2 separate regions of the Ovis aries genome follow, and region 1 is linked to region 2. The links are chromatin contacts, called in public Hi-C maps. All regions are on one chromosome and are shown on one strand. Each heading gives the region's core, a stretch centred on a gene start, on an enhancer-like site or on the middle of the called end of the contact. The rest is flanking DNA. Distances are from core to core; before and after follow the strand shown. Region 1 holds the start of UGCG (UDP-glucose ceramide glucosyltransferase). Region 2 has its middle 120 kb from the start of UGCG.

The links. Hi-C and Micro-C count contacts between places; a contact is called where the count stands out from the background.
Region 1: a Hi-C map of tail adipose tissue shows a contact between it and region 2, with 4 times the contacts expected there. The contact joins the promoter of UGCG here to the enhancer-like site in region 2. A contact is called at or near these places in 4 of 16 Hi-C or Micro-C datasets (blood, retroperitoneal adipose tissue, skin fibroblasts and 1 more).

What each region holds. Positions count from the first base shown.
Region 1 is chr2:11,653,037-11,657,538 of ARS-UI_Ramb_v3.0, forward strand. UGCG (UDP-glucose ceramide glucosyltransferase) reads right to left here and starts at 2,146. Exons shown (of 9, transcript XM_004004013.5): 1 at 1,651-2,146. The coding sequence starts at 1,748.
Region 2 is chr2:11,532,786-11,536,879 of ARS-UI_Ramb_v3.0, forward strand. No RefSeq gene overlaps it. Among named protein-coding and RNA genes, the nearest start is that of UGCG, 120 kb to the right of the region's middle. Within about 2 kb of position 2,301, at least 12 of the 54 cell types and tissues checked have an H3K27ac peak or open chromatin away from gene starts, as enhancers often do. A contact at or near this core is called in tail adipose tissue, where this site is marked.

The DNA.
Region 1 (4,502 bases), core at 896-3,395, 120 kb after region 2:
TTTTACATGGAAGCTCCATGAGAGCAGGGGCCTTGGATTTATTGTTCTTCAATCTTATTTCCAGCACTTAGAACAGTGCAAAAGAGCTTCCTAGAAAGTATTTATTAAATACATGAATTTTAAAGCTGGTTACAGAAAAATCATGGTATGGTCCCTTCCTCGTTCCTTCCTGACCTCCCTCTCTTCCTTTCCCTCCCCCTATAGAAATATAATTGGAAGGATAGTACAAAAGGTTGACAGGCAATGGAGTTTTGGTGTGTGTGTTTAACTTTCCTCTTTCTTCTTCTCTGTAGTCTAATTCCCTATACAATAAGCCTGTTTTATTTCTATGATCAGATAAAGTAACAAAATTGCTTTTTAATAACTTATATATTTAAAATGAACTCCAGAATGTTCACTGCCTACAGCTCACAAACTCCAAAACCTAAAAACAGTATCCAAGAAGCATTTTTCCTTCATCTTCAAAGAAATACCATCATGCATTTACCATGTATCAGTAGCATCTTTCTCCACTACCAGGAAATGCTACACTACACTAATAAAATGCAGCATTTCTAAAAGGAAGAAGTACTTTTTCTGCAGTGAAAGGGAAAGAAAAACTGTTAAGTAATTTCTTAAAGTCTTCTCTCTACTAACATATACCCTATTCTAAATGGTGGTAAAGATAACTATGCACAATCTTTTTTTTTTTTTTTTTTCCAGCTAAAAGTCTAGTGAATCCAAGAGTAATGGGCTGTGTCAATTCTTTCATCTCCTTACAAAGACTTTTTCCATTTTAAAGACAGTCAAACAATTAAAATATCAAAAATAGTTACACACCCTATGTCATACTCATCCCATTACCCGATTTTATTTTATTTCATAGTCTTTATCACTATCTGAAATAACCTTATTCGGATTTTAATTATGTCTCTCCCTTCTGGAATGTAAGCTCTATGAGGACAGGAATTCTGTCGTGCTTGATACTGTGTCTTCAATGAATGGTATCTAATGAAAAGGTATGTGCCTGGGGGGCGGGGCGGACCCAATCTAAAGACAAAATATAAGGAATTGGGGGGTGGGGGGTAGCCACACTGAAATGTACAAGCTGACGTGACTTAAGGTTACACCACCAGTTCAGAGGTTTGGTGGACGTTTTTCAAGATGGACAGGTGCTTCACATCTATCTAAGGACAGAAAGCTTATCCAGGAAGAAGAAAATCCACAGGGAGGTCTCCAGGTGGCTGCGTGCAGCTCCCAGAAGAGTGGAAATGATCACCATCATAATAGAAACGTGGCCCAGGTCGAGAGAGGGAAAAAAACCTCACAATACACCATACATCTTGGCCCAGATGAAAAACCACACGAATCCATAGCACAATCAAACCAAGCAAGCAACCCTCCGCCCTACACATAAAAAGAGTACAGTCTCTTTCCGCTGGCTGTGAAGTCGCCTGCCGCCCAGCCACCCCCTCACTGGTCACTTCTCTCTTCCAATGAACCCCCCGGCCCAGCTGATCCAAGGCTAGAGAGACTGGGAGGGAGAGTCTGAAAATTGGCTGTCTCCACCCCCATCCGAGCCCAATCTCCTCCAAAGCGAAATTCCTCCTACCCTCGCCTGTCCCCGAGGCCTGGACCCCGCCGCGGGTCCTCCAGCTGCCCCTCACTCACGTGTAGATGATGGCCATGAAATGCATCAGCCACAGCACCAAGAAGAGGACGAACCCGAAGACGGCCATTCCCTCCAGGGCCAGGTCCAGCAGCGCCATCCCCCGGCCCGGCCCGATCCGGCCGCCGCAGCGGACAGCGCTCCCGCAGGAGGAGGACTGGGTGGGCGCCCGGCGCGGGGGCGCAGAAGAGGAGAGAAAGGTGGGGAGAGGAAGGGGCGGAGGGGGTGGGGGCGGAAGGGGCGGGCAGGGCCTGCGCGCCCCCGCCCGCGCGCTCTCCCTCGCGCGCTGGCCCGGGCGCGCTCGCGGGTGCCGGCGCTGCGGTGGCCGGGCTCAGTGGTCAGGTCGGCCGTGGCCCCGCGCTCCCGCTCGCCTCTCCACCTCTTCGCGGCCGCCTGCCGGACCCCGCGCGCCTGCGCCGCCGCCTTCCCGCAGCCTTGGCGCCGGGCTCCGGGCAGCGCAGCTCCGCGCCTTGCTCTGCCGTCGCAGCTCCGAGCACTAATCGAAACCGCCCGCTGGCGCCCCGACTCCCCGGCGCACCCCGCCCCGCCCCGGCCCTCCGAAACCGCGGTCCCGCCCTCCGAGGGGCGGTGCGCGCCGCTCCTCTCCGCCCACCCTGCCGCCCTCGCGCTGGTGGCGTCACTGTCGTGAGCGCGCCCCTGGGAGGGCTAGTCTGGGTGTTCCTCTCCAGCCGCCGGCCGCCGCCCACCTCTCGGCGACCGGCGAATGCGACCCGGGCAGCCGCCTCTGTCGGCGGAGCGCGACCCTGTGTCCAGCTCCGAGGACACTTTCCCTTTGTCCGGCTCTGGTGTGCCAGGGCGTCCTAGGAAAAGGCCCGGGGTTCCAGGCAGCCCCGAGTTGTCGCGCAGTGCAACTTCCAAAGCTGTGTCCGCAGTCTCTGCGCCGGGCATTGCCCGGAGCGGCCCAGACCTTCCAAGGCACGTTCCTGGGCGTCCGGATCTGTCCCATTGCCTTTCTCCCTTGCTACTTTCAATGCTGTCGAGCCTTGGATCACAACGTACCGAGAGTGAAGTCTTCTGCTTCACAGATCTCTAAGCACCTTAGAAGCAGCATGTATGTAACATACAAGAAATTCTCAAACTCTGGATGTAAAGGATTAGCTGATTCTGAAGTCCTCTAAGACTCCTGCCCAATATGATAGCCATAGGGGCTATTGCGCGCTTGAAATGTGGATAGCAGGAACTAAATGAGTTGTGTTACGAATGTAAGTCATACACCTAATATGAAGTGATACACTTGATGTCATTAATTTTATATTGATTTCAAATTTTAAGAATATTTTTGATACGAGTTAATTTATTAAAATTGTTTCGCTGCCTTTGCTGCTGTTTTTTAAATTCTGCTAGCTACTAGAAGATTTTAAGTTACCCAGGAGGATAGCACTCTAAAATGGAAAGATGTGGCATTTTGGATAGTAAGGTAACCTACTGTTTATCTTAATTTAAATCAGTCCAGGGAGATGTTTTAATCTAGTACTAAACGTTTCTCTTTCTTTAGCCTAGATGAGTTTATGTAGATTCTTCACTGTTTTATGTTTAGACAAGTGTTTATTATTTCAAATGATTTCCTTTTACATAATCCATGACTCCCTAGAGAGATTTCAGAATAGATTTCAATTTTGGAAAGAAGTTGTTTATCATTGTTATTTATATAGTTGATATTGATCGAATGAACTACCTCAATCTACAATTAAATGAGAAACTACAATCAGAAAGGGGCTTCCCAGGTGGCTCAGTTAGAAAGAATCCACTTGCATGCAGAACACAGGGGTTACCCTGTGTCAGAAAGATCTCCTGGAAAAGGAAATGGCAACCTACTCCAGTATTCTTACCTGGAAAACCTCATGGACAGAGGATTTTGGCAGGCTACAATCCATGGGATAGAAAAGATGTATACGACTTAGCGACTGAGTGTACGCACACCTTTAGAAGAGTTTGAATTAACGTCTATGTTGAGAACCAATCCTGGATTTGCTGTATCCTTTGTTTTACCTGGGTAAAGTCAGTAAGAAAGAACAAGACTTAGAAACCAGACTTCATTGTTGAGAGTTACTGGTTGATAAAGTTATAGCTCGATAGTGTACTAGCATGGAAATAACACTACAAGTGAAAATTTTTAAATGTCACTATTTTAGTTAATTCTGACTTAAAAAGAAACATTTGAATACATTTTAACATTTCTGAAATGGATCTCACAGTCAATGGCATTTTACAATTAATTGGTGTTTTTTCCTTAGTTGTACGTAAAATAATGCTGCATCTTACCATTAATGTACTGTTAAGATATGATGAACTACATCAGTTGGTCAGTTTAAGCATTTTGTGTTATTCTGCATTTATCCAAATTGTTTGGAACCTTACAATGAAGGATTTTAAAATCAATGACATGGAAAATGAAGCCAAAGAAAAGTGAAAGAATCAAATATTCTTAAGAGTTAACAGAACTCCTCTAATTGGATATAACTAGTAGATAGAAGATTTGCTGTGTTGTACTTTAGCCTATTTAAATTTAGTCTGTCCAAGCCTGGTTGATAATTTTAAAGGAGTAGCGTCAGAATGTGTAATCCTAAGGTTATATAGGTTTCCCAGGTGGTGCTAGTGGTAAGAACCCACCTGCCAACGCAGGAGACATGAGACCTGTGTTCAGTCCCTAAGTGGGGAAGACCCTCTGGAGAAGGGCATGGCAACCCACTCCAGTATTCTTGCCTTGAGAATTCCAGGGACAGAGGAACCTGGCTGGCTACAGTCAATGGGGTCACAAAGAGTTGGACAAAAATGAGTGACTAACACTTTTATTTCACTTTCAACATTCTTTATATATGATAAAAGTATAAAT
Region 2 (4,094 bases), core at 1,051-3,550:
CATGGAATGATCACGCACAACATTTAGTGGAAATCAGTTGAATGCTCTGTTGAGTGAATTGTCTAGAGGGTTTATTCCTTGGTTAAACAGCTCTTTTTTTCTTATTTATTGCTTGAATTGTTTCATTTATCCTCACAATTGATTGCTGATTAAAGGCCAAGCATAAGAAACCCTGACATTGAAACATATGCCACAAACTAATAAAGGATATAAAATAACAATTCTGCAAGTTTGCCTTAGACTGATCTTCATTCTATCCCATTGCATTCATTCTGTCCTGTTGCATTCACCCAATCCAGATTCTCATACAGCATAACAAAGAGTTCCTAGTACTTGAAAAGTTAATACGTAAAAAAAATAGTGACATTCTTATCTCACTTACCTTTTCTATTTATTGGGAAGAAAGAGTATCTACACTTAGATGGCTTTATAGTCAGAGAAAGTCTTCAGTTAGCTGCTTGGAACTTTCTAATTTTGTTATCCTGATATAAAACGCAAAATTAAAACAGTAAACCAATAGATTAAAAAAATTTTTTTTGATTGCCCTGGGTCTTTATCATGGCACTCTGGCTTTCACTAGTTGCCCCCCTGGCATGTGGAATCTTAGTTGCCTAACCAGGGAGAGAACTTGGATTCCTTATATTGGGAGGCAGATTCCCAACCACTGGACCATCAAGGGAACTCTCCCAGCCCCACCAATAGATTTTTAATGTTCAAAAATTTTGAAACTTCAAACAATTTTGCCAATGATTTTGCCTGTTTTTGATAGCATATACATTCTTGCTTCATTACTTCATTGTAGAACATGCTTGATTCCCAAACCAAACTCAACATAACGTGTCATTTAATTTGTTTGTTTAAAATTAGGATTTTTTTCCACACAGTTAAAAAAATTAGATTCTGCCATTTGTTAATTTTTAAAAAGTAGAGTTTTGCCGTGATATAATATAAAAATTATCTCAGTACCTTAAAGTGAACTGACAGTATATCAATGAGGTGTTGATCTAAAACAAAGTATTTTAAAATTAAAATTACTTCTTTATTATATATGATCCAAAAATGATGACTTCTTTATTACTAAGAAATGGGACAAATATATGAATAATTAATAGAATGCATTAAATGAAAATTTTAACTTTATAACCTATAATTATATTTTTAACAAGCTATAAATATATTGTTGTTTTTTGTTTAGTCACTAAGTTATGTCCAACTCTTTGCAATCCCATGAACTGCAGCACTCCAGTCTTCCTTGTCCTTCACTAGCTCCCAGAGTTTGCTCAAAGTCATGTCCATTGAGTTGGTCATGCCATCCAATCATCTCATCTTCTGCCACCTTCTTCTCTCTTGCCCTCAATCTTTCCCCAGAATCAGGGTCTTTTCCAATGAGTCAGCTCTTCGCATCTGGTGGCCAAAGTATTGGAGTTTTAGCTTCAACATCAGTCCTTTCAATGAATATTCAGGGTTGATTTCCTTTAGGATTGACTGGTTTGATCTGCTCTCAGTCCAAGGGACTCTCAGGAGTCTTTTCCAGCATCACAAGGCAGAAGCATCAATTCTTCACCTTCTTAATGGTCCAACTCTAGTCTCAAAATATATATGAGACTAGATATAGATGTAGATAGAAAGGTATAGATTCAAAGGAAGTACTTTTGAATGAAAATCCCTTGTGAATACATAGTTTATGTTTCATGGGGGAAAATGAAAGAGAAGGAGAGAGGTGTGAAATACTGGCAGGAAAAATCCTTTGTTATATCATAAAATCATTAGTTCACACATCTCCTTTCAGAAAATTTACCTCTTTTCTGGATGGTTCCACCCACTTCCCCAAGAGTATGGGGTATAAGCCTCTGTTCCAAATACCTCGCTCTTTTTTTCCAGGACGAATTACTATTTGAGAACTTAAGAGTTTGGTGGTAAGTGATAACTTCTCCAGACCTTTCAAGAGTCAAGAGCAGAGACCTGAATATTGGTTGGTTTTCCCTGTCTCACACTAGCTTTTTCTTTCTTCCATCACTTTCCAGAGTCTGAGTCACATGGGTAAGCAAGCCAAATATTTCTGGAGTCAGACAAGCCACCAGTATGCATGCATCACCAGAAAACTAACAGCTGTCTTTGACATACAGGCAAGGGTGTCAAGCGCTGGCACGGAACTCGGGCTGGCTTCCTGACATGAACCTGTTGACACACTTCTTGACTCTCAGATTGATTTTTCTTTTCCCCAGTCTCTGGGTTCCCCAGTTTGGGAGTTAGCTTCCTGCTTACATTTGCCCAGAATGAGTAGCTGTTCGCAAGGCAGTCATTATGCAAGTATCAAGTTCATTCCCTAATCCACCGTCCTGCGTCAGTCCCCAGACGTCTGGTCCACGAGAGGAAACAGATGCTATCTCAATCTAGTTTCTGTGAGATCAGAAGCAATCATTTCAGTTCCTCTCTGGTTTCCTGAGCCAACCTTCTCCATGCTTCTACTACAAAGCCTACCTCAACTTTTGTATGGCTAGCTCTAAGATCTCTTTATGGGTGCAGTGAACCCTGAATTGTTGTTCTTATAAGCAATGGAAAAAGAAGAATTGTTCCTAAAAGCAATTCAAGCTCTTAAGGTTTTAGAAACATGCCTCTTTGAAAACTGAGCAGTGCTTTCTAGAACTTTGCAAGGAAGTTTCATCTTTTTAAATCCACAGGCTTGCTGCATATATCATGGTGCCCTGCTGCTGAAAAATCATGACTGAATCAATTTTATGAGGTTCTGAGGTCCCTTTGCCTTGCTAGCTGGCTCTTGGAGACTTTACCTAGCTCTTAAAAGATGTATTATAGCCAAGGAGAGAAATAAAGAAGGACTCAATAGTGGGAACATCATAGGAGCACTGAAAATCACTAATATATACAAAAAGGATACATGTAGTTCCAAAGTGACTGCATAAGCCAGATATTACTCTTGAAATTGATTATATGGCTAAGCTCGTATGACAATAACCTGAGTGTAGAATATGTACATGCTTATTTTATTTTTTTAATTATAATCTTCTTTGCAAAACTATAGGGTCTGTGAGAGAAGAGATTTTTTATTTCTTTACTACTGTATTATTGTGTCCTATATGTGATAGGTTCTCAGTAAGCAAAACTGGACAGTGAGGCAAAAAAACGTGGCCTAGCCAAAATTTAAAAAAATTTTTCATCATGCAAAGAAATAAATATAAATACTAGTACAACTGGAAACATCGGTTTATTTTCCAGGACACTATCAAAGGTGTATCATAAAACTTTAAGCTAAATGCCTAAAGATAATTGATAGAAAACAAAGGAGCACAAGGAAAAAAATGCAAAACATAAAATTTGAGATGAGAAACCAAGTTTTTCAGCCAGGAAAATAAATGTAAATGAGTAAAGTTGTCCTATTAAAAGATAAAGACTTTCATATTAATTTTAAAGGTCTGTTATTTATTTCTATTTAATGTCTGATAAATAAATTTTATTCGTATAAAACAAGTCATTCAAAAATAGCTACTATTATAACATCAGAAGCCATGAACATAGTCAAAGAGTGTTGGGGGTGGTGAAGTTTAAAAATGTCTATGGAGACTTCCCCAGTGGTCCAGTGCCTAAGAATCTGCCTGCCAGGGGCCATAGGTTCCATCCCTTGTTCTGGAAGGGTCCACATACTGTGGAGCAACTAAACCCATATGCCACAACTACTGAGCCCACGTGCCCAGAGCCCACGCTCTGAAACAAGAGAGGCCACCACAATGAGGAGCCCATATCCTAAAACAAAGAGCAGCTCCCACTTTCCACTAGAAAGAAGCCCATGCATAGCAACAAAGACCCAGTACAGCCATAAATCAATTAATCAACTTTGAAAAATCTCTATGAATAACACAATCATTTGTTACATCCAAAAACGATTGAAAACTTGAGGATAGAAAGATATCACAGTCATATACTTTTGGAAATACTACCTTCACCTGTAAGTATCTTTGGAGTAATAGCTATTTTATATGCACCAGAGATTCATAATAAATAGTAAATTACCCCAAAGGCACAAATGAAACATTAACATAAGTATGAAAATAATTTTATGTAAGGTTAAAAATCTAGTT